Linked DNA regions of Mus musculus: region 2 is linked to region 1. A link is a contact called in public HiChIP or PLAC-seq data. All regions are on one chromosome and are shown on one strand. The core of a region is the stretch at or near the end of the contact, and the rest is flanking DNA. Distances in the headings are between cores, read along the strand shown. Region 1 overlaps Fnbp1 (formin binding protein 1). Region 2 overlaps Ncs1 (neuronal calcium sensor 1).

What was found. HiChIP or PLAC-seq counts read pairs in DNA pulled down with a chosen protein or histone mark.
Region 2: a FOXA1 HiChIP or PLAC-seq map of pancreatic cancer cells shows a contact between it and region 1. The contact joins two enhancer-like sites. A contact is called at or near these places in 2 of 39 promoter capture datasets (the 3T3-L1 cell line and embryonic stem cells), 1 of 484 Hi-C or Micro-C datasets (embryonic stem cells), 3 of 115 datasets of contacts at active chromatin or transcription factors (bone marrow-derived macrophages, double positive thymocytes and pancreatic cancer cells) and 2 of 9 other capture datasets (adipose tissue and embryonic stem cells).

The regions. Positions count from the first base shown.
Region 1 is chr2:31,023,428-31,031,012 of GRCm38.p6, reverse strand. It overlaps Fnbp1 (formin binding protein 1), which reads left to right. Exons shown (of 17, transcript NM_001177648.1): 17 at 2,130-4,807. The coding sequence ends at 2,137. Among named protein-coding and RNA genes, the nearest start is that of Gm39786, 31 kb to the right of the region's middle. Within about 2 kb of position 4,107, at least 57 of the 459 cell types and tissues checked have an H3K27ac peak or open chromatin away from gene starts, as enhancers often do. A contact at or near this core is called in bone marrow-derived macrophages and pancreatic cancer cells, where this site is marked.
Region 2 is chr2:31,256,480-31,263,102 of GRCm38.p6, reverse strand. The region is part of intron 1 of Ncs1 (neuronal calcium sensor 1); the gene reads right to left. Among named protein-coding and RNA genes, the nearest start is that of Ncs1, 14 kb to the right of the region's middle. Within about 2 kb of position 4,017, at least 228 of the 459 cell types and tissues checked have an H3K27ac peak or open chromatin away from gene starts, as enhancers often do. A contact at or near this core is called in bone marrow-derived macrophages and pancreatic cancer cells, where this site is marked.

The DNA of each region.
Region 1 (7,585 bases), core at 2,858-5,357:
GCTGGGATTAAAGAAGTGCATCACTCCCACTCCGTTGATAGGCAGAAGCCAGCAGAGTTCTGTGTGTTTAAGATCGGTCTAGTCTACACAGTGAGTTCCTGAACAACTAGAACTACATAAGATAGACCCTGTCTTAAAAACAAAGCCCAAAACATCTCAAAGAGAGAGGTCCAGCAGTGAGCTGGTGAACGGCCTGCTAGGTGAACCGGAGGGGTTTCCCTCTGGTTTGTGCAGGTCCTGGCTTAAGTGTGTGCTATTAAGTTGACTACCTTAGGATCCGAACAGATGAATGAGTTCAGCATTGACTAACTGAGTGATGCTCTGTAGTTTCTATCTCCTCAGTGGCGAACACAGACATTTCTTCCAATAGTTTGCTGTTTAAAAAGGGAGACTGGAGATGTGTGTCAGGGGAAGGTGGCTCGGTATGTGAAGACATTTGTCCCCAAGCCTGACGAATTCTAGTGCTGTCCCCGGGACTCACATGGTTGAAGGAAAAGACCAACTCCCCTAAGTTGACCTGTGTCCCAGAAGTTGACCTCTGACCTTCGTGCACCATGGCACATGTGCACACTTACACAAAACACATACAAATCAATGTAATCCCAGCACTTGGGACCCAGATGAAGGTAGATCTGTCAGTTCAAGGCCAGCCTGGTCTACATAGTGAATTCTATGCCAGCCAGGGCTACAGAGTAAGATCTTGACTCAAAACAACAGAAAATAAGTAAATAAGGAGAGAGCTGAGCTGCCTGCAGCCTTCTTTTAGCTGAGGACCATATCTGAGGTTAGCAGCCATGCAGGAGCCGCCCCCACTTAGCCTCTTCCACACCCTGCCCTCCTGCCTCCAACACCAGTGGGCCCAGCTGCTCTTCCCCAACTCCCAGAAACTCAAAGCACTTCTCAGATTTTTAAAAAATAACGCAAAGGCACTTTCTCTCTCTCTCTCTCTCTCTCTCTGGTATCAATGATGTGCCTAACCATTGCCAAACTCCTTAGACTCCTCCAACCCTTTGCCTTACGGTGGCTTTTGACATCACTTCCTGTTTGACCATGTCTGTGATCCTGCACAGCAGGATATATTTGTATATATTGCACTTTGGAACCTAGAAGGATGCCTTACGTAGTATTGTTTTATTTGTTATTCTTCTGCCTAACCACCTTTTTGTTTTTATAACTGCTGGGGAGGCCCCTGGACTCTTGCACTGTAGCTAGGTCCCCGGCTGGCTGCTGCGCACTTGACTTTATTGTAAACCCCTGGGCTCTGAGTAAGTCGTTTGAATATAGCCATCATGATTGCATCTTTCTATTCTTATCCTAAGAGAAAAGAATATTCTTATCTGTCGCCTTCCAGTTGTGCCCTCGTATCTGCCTCTCTAATAAATATTATTATTTTTCTCAGTGCTGTGTATTTTAAGTGATTTTTCTCTTTTTTGAGAACATTATTCTCTGTAATAACACTTTCATCTCTAGTACTGAGGACTTTTCAAGCCAAATACTTTTCCCCCTTGCAAATAATTGTGCCTCTCTTTCTTACCCCTCCTGTCCTGAGGGCTTGGAGCATCTGCTTTTCTTGCATCTTGTCTCCCTCTGGCGATGGAGAGCTTTCGCATTTAGTGAGGCCCTGGGCAGCCTTAGATTCCCCTCTCATCAAAGGTTCACCTTACTACAGAGACCTGTGGTCACAACGGGAGAGAGAATTTGCCCTTTAACTTCCTCACACCATCCTGAACCAAAAAAAAAAAAAAAGATTCAGTTTGTGAAGAAGATGAGCAAGTGGGAAACCTTATTAATCTTTTTTGGTCCAGAAATGGGGCCAGCTAAACATGGGAACTAAAAGGCCAGGGCTGTTGTGCCAGAGGATGGGAGGCAGAGACATGCGGATCCTGGGTTAAGTTCATCTTCAGCCATATAGAGAATTTGAGGTCACCCTAGACTACCTGAGAGCCTGTCTCCAAACAGAAGACGTAGCCTCGAAAGCTCCCCATGGCAGAGCCACTGTGGTAACCAATTACTTAAGCCCCTCCCTTCTCCACAAGGCAAGCAGTTTGCCAGCGGCAAACCGCCTGCCTCTCTCTCACCTGCTGCTTTTCCTAACTCAGGGTTTTCTCTTCTTTCTTTTTGTGCCGCAGGTTCCTAAAGGCGTGGTGCACATGGCCAGAGTCCCCCGAGAGCCTCCCGGGAGGGAGCCATCATCGTCCAGCCCGCTTGTCCCCACAGGCCTCCAGCACCACTCAGGCTGGCTGGGCAGCCTCCAGCCCACCTGCAGGCTGGGTCCCCATATCCTGCCTCCCCTTCTCCTTCACAGCATGTTCCTGTGGCTCCGCCAGTCCCTCTGCCTGTGTACGGCACGGGTGTTTCTCTCCTGCAGCCCCCCACGGGGGCTGTCCACTTTACTCTGCTCCCTTCCCACCCAGGCCACCAAGACAGCTGGGCATGTGCCCTGTGTCCCTGCTCCTTCCGGGCTCCCAGTCCACCTGCTCATCGCCTGGCCACTCCTTGCACATCTCACACTGTGCCTTTGTCAACTGTCACCCCTGGTTTCCTGGTGACTAACAAAATTCTGACAAGGAGGGCCAGTTGTGCATCAGGTGGACTGAGCACCCAGCTGTCATCCATGCGTCTCTTGGGACTCATCGTCAGATGTGTCCTTCATGTCCAGAGGCTGCTGCCTCAGGCCTTCCCTGTCATCCAGCACTGTTACCTTCCACACTCCATTCCAGGGGATCTAGAGTAGGACTGGGGCACCCAGCCCCCATTCACCCCCACTCTTGTTATAAACCATCTACATGGCCCTAATTCATATTGGAGTCCCAAATCCAGCTTGTGGGCCAGCCCCGCTGTCTTGTCTGTGTCTACCTTCTATGAGCGCTGCCTACCTGTTTGTGGTACCCTGTGATGGAGGGCCTCACAGCCACACTAGTTACTGTAAGGCGGGCCTGCGGAGTCCCATAAGTAGCATTTGAGGACTCTCCTCTGTTCCCACCAAAGACCTTGTGCCTCTTGTAGTCCCTCCAATGGCTCTGGCCACTGCTTCTTCATCGGATCCTGTTCTCCAGAAGCCCCAGAGAATGGATGGAGCTCGCTTTTGAAGCTGTTGCCCTCCTAGAGTGGTGGAGCTTGGGGGAGTACCGAGGTGGTCCTTCGCACCTTTGAGCCACTCTCTCCTTTCCTGGTACAGAAGTACTCAAGGCTTTGGCCACAAGCCCCTGTGAAGGGTGCCCCACAAGTATGAGCTTGAGGAGGTTGGCGTCTCCCTCTGGGCAGTTGGTAGCTTAGCATCAAGTCAGAGGATGAAAGACAGGGAAGTCTTACAAAACCAGAGACAGGGACAGAGAGGGCAGGTCCTCAGGGTTGGGCCTGTGCTTTGTCCACGGTTTGTGGAAGTGCTGACATCCATGCATTGGGGCCAGTATTACAGACATTTTGTGAGGTACCACCTCAGAGCAGAGGGGAGGGTACCAAGGTGGGGGAGCAGCTGACAAGGTGGGCCTGGCTTTGGGTTTCAAGAGCAAGCAAGGATTAGCTTCAGGCTTTCTTGGCCCCGCCTCCTCCCCGTAAGGCCAAGCCCGGCACACTGCCCTCTGCCCTCTGGGACCCCTGTGAGGCTGTTCAGGACTCACATGAGGAAGACCTAGGGGACAGTATGGAAGTCTGGTACCTAAGAGTCAGGGTCTCAGCGCTGACACAGTTAGTCTGACCTGTGGCCCAGGCAGTTTCGCTCCAGCAGGTTACCAGGCATCTAACTCCAGAACCTCTGACTTTCAGCAAGTTGGGCTGACCACAGCCCCCTCCAGAGTGTTTTTTATGGGTCTGTTCACAGATCTCATTAATGCATGAAGGACAAGGAAAGACTTGCCACAAAGGTAAAATGGAGAGGCTGCCAGTCTTCTTCAGATGACCTTTAAAGCCTGCGCCTGTCCCTGTGTCCCCTCACTTCTTTTTTAATTTCCTGTACTACCTTACATCCAGAAAGGATGGTGGATGAGCGTCTTCAGGCCGTTCTCTGAGAAAGTCGGTCTGCCGTGGACATCCTGTGGAACTGTACTGGCTCTGGGGGGAAGGGAATGCAGGATTTCCCCAGAAGCTCTACACTCCCTGTCCCCAGGACCCACTGCCTGTCACCCCTAGCTGCTAGTGTGCTGAGACAAGAATGACTCACTGTAAAAGAACCTGCCCTGCAGATGACTTAGAGATGGAAATAAAAGGAACGTGACATTTACCGCTTTTTTTTTTTCTATGCAGGACGTGAAGCTGCAATGGCCCCTCCCTCTAGGCTGAGCATGCTTATCCAGGGCCCCAGCCCAAACAACACACAGGGAGGCCATTAATGCCTTCTGGTGGCATCTGTAGTGAACGTAGAATGTCCACATGAAGTTAAAAAAAAAAAGTTCCGTTCCTGCCAGTATTTTTCCCAGAAATTGCCGTTTTGTGATTCCTTTTGATTTTGTGTCTGTATAACATCCAAAATGTCTCTAATACTGGCCCCAACTTCTCTTTTAACCTGACATCAAGCACCTTTTAAATCATGCGTGTGCAAGTTCGTGTATGTGTGTGTGTGCCTCTGTATGTGTGTGTGTGTGTGTGTGCGTGTGTGTGTGTGTGTGTGTGTGTGTGTGTGCGTGCTAATTCTAAGCCTTGAGGGCAGGGCACTGTTGGGAAGGCCCTCAGAGCTGTCAGGTCTTGGTCTTGCCTGTGACTCTGGAGGTGGAATTAAAACCAAACAAAGTGCTTTCAGTAGAGAGCACTCTTACCCATGTAATTAAATGTTAGTCCTTTCAATGTTAAATAAAGTATAACTTCTAGTGTACCTGGTTCTCTGTTGTATGAAGAAATGACGCTGGGCCTGGGGAGATGGCTTAGTGGGTAAAAAGCTGAGCACAGCAGGCGCCTGCCTGAACCCTCAACACTAGGGGGTGGCAGAAGCAGGTAGAGTTCTGTGAGTTCAAGGACAGCCAGGACACCCAAGGTTACACAGTGTGACCTGCCTCAAACAACTTAAGAAAGTGACAGAGAGCAATACCCAATGATAGTGATCTGGTCTCCTATATGTGTAAGTTGATGAAACACACCCATAAAAAATTGCACACACACACATACACACTCAGGGAGGGAAGGATTCTAGTCACAGAAGCTCCCAAGGCTGATGGCTGGCCTCTGGTCTTCTCTATCACTATGTAAACTCAAGAGGAGTCACTGTACCCAGGGAAAGGCTAGGGACCTCCTCATCTATAAATGTCACTTCCACGTCCTATCACAGTGACACATTGTGTCCAGGAATGGCAGGCATGTGGGGGAAGTAGTTCTGATGGGGGTGACTCCTTGGCAAGTGAGCATTTCCTTTTTTGCCCCTCCTCCTCCAGCTGGTTGGCCTCTGCCCTCAGGGATGCCAATGTGTGTGGGGGGAGTTTAAGCAAGGAGGACATGGTCACGGTCCACTTATGCCCCTCTTCCCGATGACTAGGCTAGATCTGTAAACCAGGTCAGCACTCTTTGAGTCTAAAGGACCACATGCAGGCCTGGAGTGTTGGCACACACCCTCAATTTCAGCACTCAGAAGGCAGAGACAGGAGGATCTCTGTGAATTCCAGGCCAGCGTGACTACATGGTGAGTTTCAGGCCAGCTAGGACTACATAGTCAGACCCTGTCTTAAAGCGGGTGGGTGGCACATGCCTGATACCCACTGGCTTGCCTGTTGGAGAGCAAGGTCCCACAGCTGGCTTTGAAAGACTGTAATACTCAGGAGGTAGACACAGGAGGGCCAGGGCCAGTTCAAGGCTGGTCTGGGCTAATAAATTACCATTCATCATAGGGACAATGTGCTGGAGAGTACCAGGTGACTGTTGCTAGCAAAAGATTAATTTTGGAAAGCCATTTCCAGAATGTTCTTTGAAGACTTGGTTGTTCCTTCAGAAAGGACTTTAGATCTGAACCAGGTATCTCTTTGGCTCTGACACTCTTAACAAAGCAGGTGACATGGCTCCAAACCAGGGAGTGGGCTGTAATTGCTATCCTGGTACTGGGGTTGCAGAGACGTTCTTAATTCACAAGATCAGAACAGTCACATGCTCTTGGGCTGGGTTTCTCCAAATACCAGCTCCAAATATTCTGGAAATACCAACTGGCCCAGGCACCCTCAGCGCCCCCTTGCCCTGGCCACACCCAGGCCCCAGGCGCCTTGGTGAGAGAATGTCGACCCCTAGTGGAAGAAAGCAGAACTGAAGTAGCATCCCTAAGTGACTATGGAGGAAGCCTAAGGGGCTGGGAAATCCCTCATCTCCCCTCTTCCCCTCCAGTATCAGCTTTGTGAGACCCCAAGTCACACTCTTAACTGCTGCTGCTGGGCAGTAGAATGGCTCAGGGGATGGAGGCAGCAGAGTCTTTGTGGCTCCCAAATCAGAGAATCAAAAGAAAGGACTCTCAAATTGCTGCTATCAAACATGAGCACTGTGTTCTGAGAAAGTAGGTGGTGGCTGGGCAGTGAATGTGGCAGCTGTAACCTGGGTTTTCAGGAGTTCCAGGCCAGCCTGGGCTACATAGCAGAACCCTGTTTCTGCAAAAAAATTAAAAGGTAGACTAAGCTTGGAGGGATAGATGTCTCCTGACTCTGCCCATCACTCAAAAAGAATCCTCATTTCCCTAGTCCCTGCAGTCCTTCCCTCTGGTGTCCAAATATGGGAAGACAACCAACCAGCGCCCAGTAGCCCCTCGGTGTCATATAAGGTACCCATTAGACTCCATCTGGAACATACTCGTCCCTGTCCAGTTGGTTTTTAGTGACATCAACTAGGGACAAACTGCCTTTGTCCTTAGAACCAGGCAGGCAGGAAGGATATTTCCAGTCCTGCAGTGTCCTGCTGGACAGTGCCCCAGAAAGGGACAGCACCAGTCTGTGCGGCCTCACACACACACACACACACACACACACACACACACACACACACACACCTCTCCATGTGAGGACCTCAAGGTTAGCTGCTCTATTTTCAGGGTCCAGGTTGGTACTGGTGCATCTATACCAATTTTCTCTGCTCCATTCTCCTGGTCCCGGAGAGAGAGGAAGCCTGATGCTAAAATTCTACTGATTTCTGGCTCAGAATTAGGTAGACTCAGGATGGTTGTCTTTGCCTTGGATCTAAAGCAGAACATGGACAGAAAGTACGCGCTTGCAGTCCATGCAACTTTGTGGACAGAACCGTAGACAATTAGAAATTGCATGGGTCCCCAAGGGCCAGCCACCTGCTCTGCAGTGATGGATGGTCACCTGCTTCCACAGAGAGGCACCGTCCTTCCCAGACTCCTCCTCAAAGAACCTGCCGTAGGGCTGGAAACTGGTCCCACCTCCCAGGCCCCAGGAACTTCTTCTGTGTCTCAGCTTGGGTAAATAGCTACCGACTAGTTGAGTTGCTAGATAGGTTCACCAGAGCATCTTAAGAGCTGAGTATTTATTTCAAGAAAACTACAGGTATATGTTGAGGCAAATCAGGGTCATTTCTAGCTTGCTCATTTTCCCACAGTTACCAAGCCCCTGAAATAACTCCAGACAGAATTTCACCTTGGGAAGCCCCCCACAGGTAGTAACTTGTT
Region 2 (6,623 bases), core at 2,768-5,267, 230 kb before region 1:
ATCCATTCAGACCTCAAGTTCCATTTCCTTCCCAGTCCTTCAGACCCTTCTGAGCCCCAGCTGTTTCCATTGGCTGAGCCCAGAGACTGTACCAGACCCTGTGGTGAGAAAATTCTCTGCTAGCCCACTGTAAGAAACCCCTGTGGCTCCAACGAGGTGACAGCAAGCCACCCAAATCACACAGCCGGTGGCAGGACAAAGGAAATCAGTGGCCCAGCTAACCTGTGTGCTAAGCTAGGGGTGGTTGTGAGCTTCCTCCTTGCCCCCCGCTCCCTACCCCCCAGCAAGGGAAAGCATCTGCTAGGCACCAGCTGCATGGCAAGAACAGAGTGACTGTCCAGCAGGCACAAGGGGCACTTGCCATCAACACAGCCCTTCTTGGAAGAACCAAGCTTTGCCTTGCCGTAGGCTGCGAGGCTCCTTCTTGCTGAGCCTCAGTTTCTTCATCTGACAAAGGGGCTAATAGTAGTCAAAAGGACAGTGCTTCATCCCCAGAGGAGGTCTGCATACAAGTTGAAGGAGTCCAGGAGCTCCCTCGAGGTGCACCCCACAGACTCCCTAAGGAGAGAAGGCTGTTGGTGGCCCAAGAGTTGAGAGACTGCCATGCAGCCATCAAAAGCAAGGTTTGGGGGATAGAGGGATGGCTCAGTCAGTCCTGATGGAGAAGACATGAGAGCCTAAGCTCAGATCCCCAGGATCCATCCACACAAACCTGGGTGTGCTTGCAATCCTGGCGCTGGGGAGGTGGAGACAGGAGGATCCCTGAAGCTAGCTGGACAACCCATCTGGCCAAGCAGAGAGTTCCAGGTTCAGTGAGAGAACTGGTCTCAAAAAGTGAGGTGGAGAGGGCTAAGAATGGCTCCTGATTATTGACCACATGCATATGTGTGCACATACACGCACACACATACATGCACACACTCATATACACTCATGCGGCAAGTGTTGGTTCAAAGTTTTACTCTGATCCAATATTTCTATAAATACTACTGTCTGCCCTATAATTTATACATTTTCTTTTACTTCAGAAACAAAACTGTAAACTATAGTGATTTTAATTTCTATGTAAGCCACACTTTTCCCCCAACGTGTTGAAGTCAAATTCCAGAAAGATGCACTTTGCCTTGTGAATCCCCGCCGTGGGGTGAGGAAGAAGGGATACTCCCAGCATGCCAGGCGGCACTCATCTTATTACACACCTAAACCACACGGTGGGACAAAGTGCTTGAGGCTCTCCACTGCACAGATGAGGAAACTGTGTCACCCAAAGGTGAAGTTACCTGTCCAAGCGCAGTGGAGATGGATCCTGGACCAGGGTCTGTGCACCTCCTGAATGTGGTGGAGAAGGTGTGTGCTTGACATGTCCCCCAGTGCGTGCTGGGAGCTGACTCCTTTAAATGTGATCCAACTCTTACACAGGTTTAGGCTCCCTTATCAAAAGTTCTGCAGATTGATGGTGTAAACCTTTAATCCCAGCCCTGTGGAGGCAGAGGCAGGTGAGCTCCAGGCCAGCCTAATCTACAAAGTGAATTCCAGGACAGCCAGGGCTACACAGAGAAACCTTGTCTCAAAAATCTAACAAACAAAACAACAGAAGTTCCACAGATCTAGAGGCGCTCCTTAATTGGGGGAGTTTGCATTTGTGCAATGAGACATTCCTCGGGAGGAAAACCATCGCACACCTTCTGTATACAACCTGAGGGTGGTTTTGTACAGGATTTTTAGGGCAACCGAATTTTTGCGGCAATCCATTCCATGAGGTCAGGTGTGGAATTTTCCACAACAGTGTCTCGTCACTGCTAGAAGGTGATGATTTTCAGAACAGGAATGCCGAGCTTGCTTCCGCTCCTAGGGTACCAAATCTCTGGTCCAAACTGACTTCAGTACCAGATCTTGCTGGTACTAGATAGCAAAGGGCCTCAGGTTCTGCTGGCCCATCTGCTTGCTCTGGCTGACCCACGTTTAGGTCGAGTCTTGACAGCATCCAACTGTGTAACCGTGGACCCACTGACTAAGTTCTCTGAGTCTTGGCTTTTCTCTAAGGACATAGGGAGCCAAAGCCCACCATAGTTGTGCGTAAGAAAAAGACTGCCGGGAATGTCCCTGACTGTGACCTTGGGGAAAGAGTATGCATGAGAAACGGCTCTGCCACTGCTCAGTGTCCAGTCCCCTCCTCCCAATTGCTGCAAGCTCCAACAAGCAGGACATGTGTGCCCACGACTGTAGTTAAACAGTACTGGTTGGTGTGTGGTAGGTGCTCGGTACACATGTTTCTGCGGATGGTGTTCAATGGCCGCTTGCTGCAATGTCCCCAGCCTTCTTTATTGCTCTCTGGGACACACACATGCACATGTACACACACGTGAGAAACACGGAAGAGGGACCAGGGCTGCTCTCTAGTTTAAGCCTCTTCTACTACCTGACTGGGCGCCTTCCAAGAGGAGGGAGCCTGTAGGGGACGACACCTTCTGTGCCCCTCAGAGGGATGCTGGTGTGAGGTGTTTTCCTGCACACTCCTGCATAGGGAATACTTCCCCAAGGTTTCATACAGCCCAATTCCAGTGCTTCTCAGACCAAGTCTGCTGTGGCTCCTGACAGGAGGCAGAGACAACACATTGAATTCACTGAAAGATCCTTCTCTAAACCTAGTCATTCTTGGTGTGTCTTCTGACTTCAGGCAACTGAACTAACCTCGCTGGGCCTCAGTTTCCTCCTGTGAAAAATGGGAGCAGTGATGCCTTCCTGGTAAGATGAGATTAAGACACAGGAGTTTTAAGTTCCTCATCTAACAATCACAGCAGGCCACACCCTGAGTGGGGCTTTGGAGGTACAGCAGTGACCCCCATGGCTCCTGTCCTCCAAGCTCCTCATATAACCAGGACAGACCTGAAGTACAAAGCTGTCTACTCACCCATGTGGTAAGAAAGACCAGAGTGATAAAAGCTCACTTAGTAGAGTGCTCGCCCAGTGTGCACAGAGCTGTGTTCCATCCCAGCGCCCTATAAGACAGGTCATTGTGGTGCTCACTGTGAATCCAGCACTTGGGAGGAAGAGCATCAGAGGGCAAGTTGGAGGCTAGCCTGGGCTACATGGAACCCTGTCTGGACATGGGGGAGCAGTAACCAGGGTGGAGGGAAAGGCTGTATAGAGGCTTGCCCAGAGGCAGAAAGCAGTCCTCTGACAGGCAAAAGTTTACAGCGCACAGTCAGTTGTGGAACTGCAACTAGGAGAAAGCAGCTGCCCGCCCAGCTCTGACCTCACAGAGCACAGAGGTGCCTCAGGTGGCCACATGCTGCTGGAACAAAGCCTTAGCCACAGGAGGCTGTTGTCATCCGGGCAGAGGGAACACGACAGGTGTCCTGAAGCATTAGCAACTGCCACTATTAATAAAGGTGTCACCGCAGCCACAGGATAAGCAGAGCATGGCAGGTCCTACTGGTAGGACCTGGGCATTCCTGCCTCTACCCCAGGAACCGCTCTGGTCAGGAGACCTCCTTCCTACAGCCCACCTTCCCACTTCCGCTCATGCCCTCCAGATCCCCTCCCCCAGCCCATGGTTGGTGACACACCAGGCTGACCGCCATTCACAGCTCAGGCACTCCTGGTCAGTCACGGTTGGGAATGTCACAGCCTGTGGAGCCCAGAACAGGATTGGGGAAAGGGTGATGAGGGATCCCTAATGAGACCCATCTCCCCCAAAGAAGGGTGCAATGCCCTACTGAGAGGATAACTAGCTGAACTGGCAGGGACCATGCTGGAGTGAAGTAGCCCCGCCTTCAGCTAGCCCCTCCCACTCCTCCCCTCCCGATCCATGCAGCGACCCTGCTCCAGAAACCCATCGGCAGACGCTGAGGTCTAGCTCCAGCAGAGACCCTGGAAAGTTCTGGCCATGAATTCCCGGGCGTCAGGCCAGGAGGACTGAAATACATAACAGCTCTAAGCAAATATGCTCTAGTGCTGCTTCTGGAGCTGGCCCTTTAAGAGCCAGGGTAGGGGCGTGGCCCTGATCTCCAAGGAGGAGGCACCCCAGTGACTCACCGCTGAGCTAGTGGTTCCGAGGTACTGGAGGACCCCAAACTGGCTGGGCAGGAGGGTGGCTGCTGTCAGTCACCCGTCAAAGTGACAGGTGCAGATGGGCAGATAGAAGCTTGCAGCACCAAGTCAGGCTGTGACCTTGACCACTGCACTCGCTGCTGCCTTCATCTTCTAGGTCTATAGAGTATTCCCAGCCACTTACGGCCTGTTTCCCAAGCCGCTTCTCTGTGGGGGCTGGGAGAGGACACGGACTTCAGGGGGTTAGCCACTGCACACCAATCTCGGCAGGCACCTACTGGAACAGATGCCTCCTGTCCTTCGTGGACGTGAACCTGAAGCTTAGGAAGCTAGCGTGCGCTTGCCCAGTGCGCACAAGGTCCTAGAATAGGTCCCAGCGCCTCACAGACCAGGAGTGGTAGTGCCACTGCTGAAGGTGGAGGCATGAGGTTCAAGGCTATCCTCAGCTACACAGGGAGTTTGAAGCCAACCTGGGCTACATGAGATGCTGTCAAGAAAAGAAGGAAGGAGAGAGGGGAGAAGGGAAGGAAGGACAGAGGAAAGGGGGCTGGGGAGATGGCCCAATGGGTAAAATGTCTGCTCTGAAATGATGAGGGACTGAGTTGAGATCCCCAGCATCCCAGGACAGAGTGTGGTGGGTGGGAGGGGGGAGAAGAGGCAGGGACCCTTGGCCAGTCTAGCCAATGGTGAGCTCCAGGCTCAGTGACAGATCTGTTCAAGAAATCAGGTAGAAAGCAGTTGAGAAAACACCCAGCCTGTGTCTATGTCTTCCATATGTGTATGCATGCACGTGTGAGCGCACACACTCGCACACACACACACACACACACACACACACACACACATATACATGAATGCATGTATTGATGCATGTGTGCACTCATAGCTAGGCCTATCTCTAACCTGGCAGCTCTCCTCCTTTCCTGTCCAGCTTAGCATGCTTGGTGGGCCCAGCACAGGACTGCTGTCACCAGCATCATCTTCCTCCTAGACCACGTCCAGGACACAGGTCCTGAGAGTAACCCTGTCCTGACACTGGTATCAGGCGAAGCTGCTGGCCCAAATCTCCTCTACCCTGACCTCCTCCTGCCTCCATCAGGGAAGGAGTACACAAGATGCTAAGCTGACATGCCACTTAAGCCCTCCCACAGGTGCCTATGCTGCATACATACGTCCCCCATTGTACCAACAGCTTGTCTTGACATTTAAACTGGCCTCACTTCTGTTTCTCCACCACATTATGGATGCCGTATAAGCCAGAGAACCAACAGTCCATGTTCCCTTGTGTCAGTACCACAGGGTAAACTGAGGCAGGTAGCCTAAAACCACTTTCTCAACCAGGAAATGAGAACTAAAGGGGCAGCCAGAGGAACCCTTTAGCCAGTTGGGGCTCCCCTGGACTCTCTGTTTCTCTCCCAAAGCTGCAGGGCATCCTTCCCAGAATGCCCTAGGGCACTGTCAGAGCTGCCCTCAGCTTCTCCAGTCCAGGGAGACAGGCATCCCAGCCAGAGCCCCTAAAGCAGGAGCCTCTATATTGTGATGGCTGCTGCTACTTATAATTAAGATCATGTTCCTCTTGAGCCCAGCAAGGGCCCCATGACAAGCAGTGTGAAGACAATGGTCACCCTGCCTGGTTGGATGTGTAGACTACAGAGCTCCAGAGGGTTCAGGGACCATGGCAAGAGGCCCAGTGCCCAGGAGCGCAGGCTTCGAGCAGCCCAGCTCCCTGTTTGCACAGTGCACACCATGTATTTTTGAACAGAAGGAAAGCATTCGCCTCCCCCCACAGTGCCAAAAATAGCCCCGTCTCCTGCTCTGAAGGGAAGCTTTGGTTCCTACCAAGAGGCAGGTGCGGGAGGGCAGGAAGGAGGGATGAGGGCTGCCACCTCAGACCCAACCTGTCCCCCCTGCAAGCCACAGAAATTGACAGAAGACCCCCGACTCAGGAGTCCTAGAAAAAGGGATCAAGTTTAATGCCAGGTAGAGAAGCAGGCTCAGGATGGGTTAGAAGAAGCCTGGAGCATCCATTAGCTATTTACTTCTGTCCTGGCTTTCCTATTCATCTTGACAAATGTGTTTGGGGTGCCAGTGGGGAGTAGGGATGGGGGTGAGGCTGGGGAGCAGACCAGAGCAGGGAGCCCTGCAGAGAGCCCCAGCTTCAGCCTCACAGCCCACAGCTGAGTGTGTAGGGGGGGAAGAGGGTTATACACATTGCCTCTACCGCATCCAAGAGACACTGGCAGGGAGCCGCCTCTGGGTGGCGTGTAGTCAGCCTTCTCTGAGCATCCGGAGTTCAGAGTTCAGCCACCCACGCTGTAGCGAGCCTGCAAGGGGTGTGGCTCTCTCCACGGATGTGTGAAGCAGTAAGAGAGAGAGAGGCAGGCCCCTCGCCAGTGTTTCTCACACTTGCTTTGCTTGCTCTGTCTAACCCTCTGGGCAGGTTCCCTCACTTTGCCCATTTTACAGATAGCTCCCGGGCTAGTGTGTATGTTGGGGGGCAAGCTGACATGCCAGAAGGGAGTCGGGAGGATTTGAAGCTAGCCTTGGGGGCAGGAAGTCCCTGAGCTGCA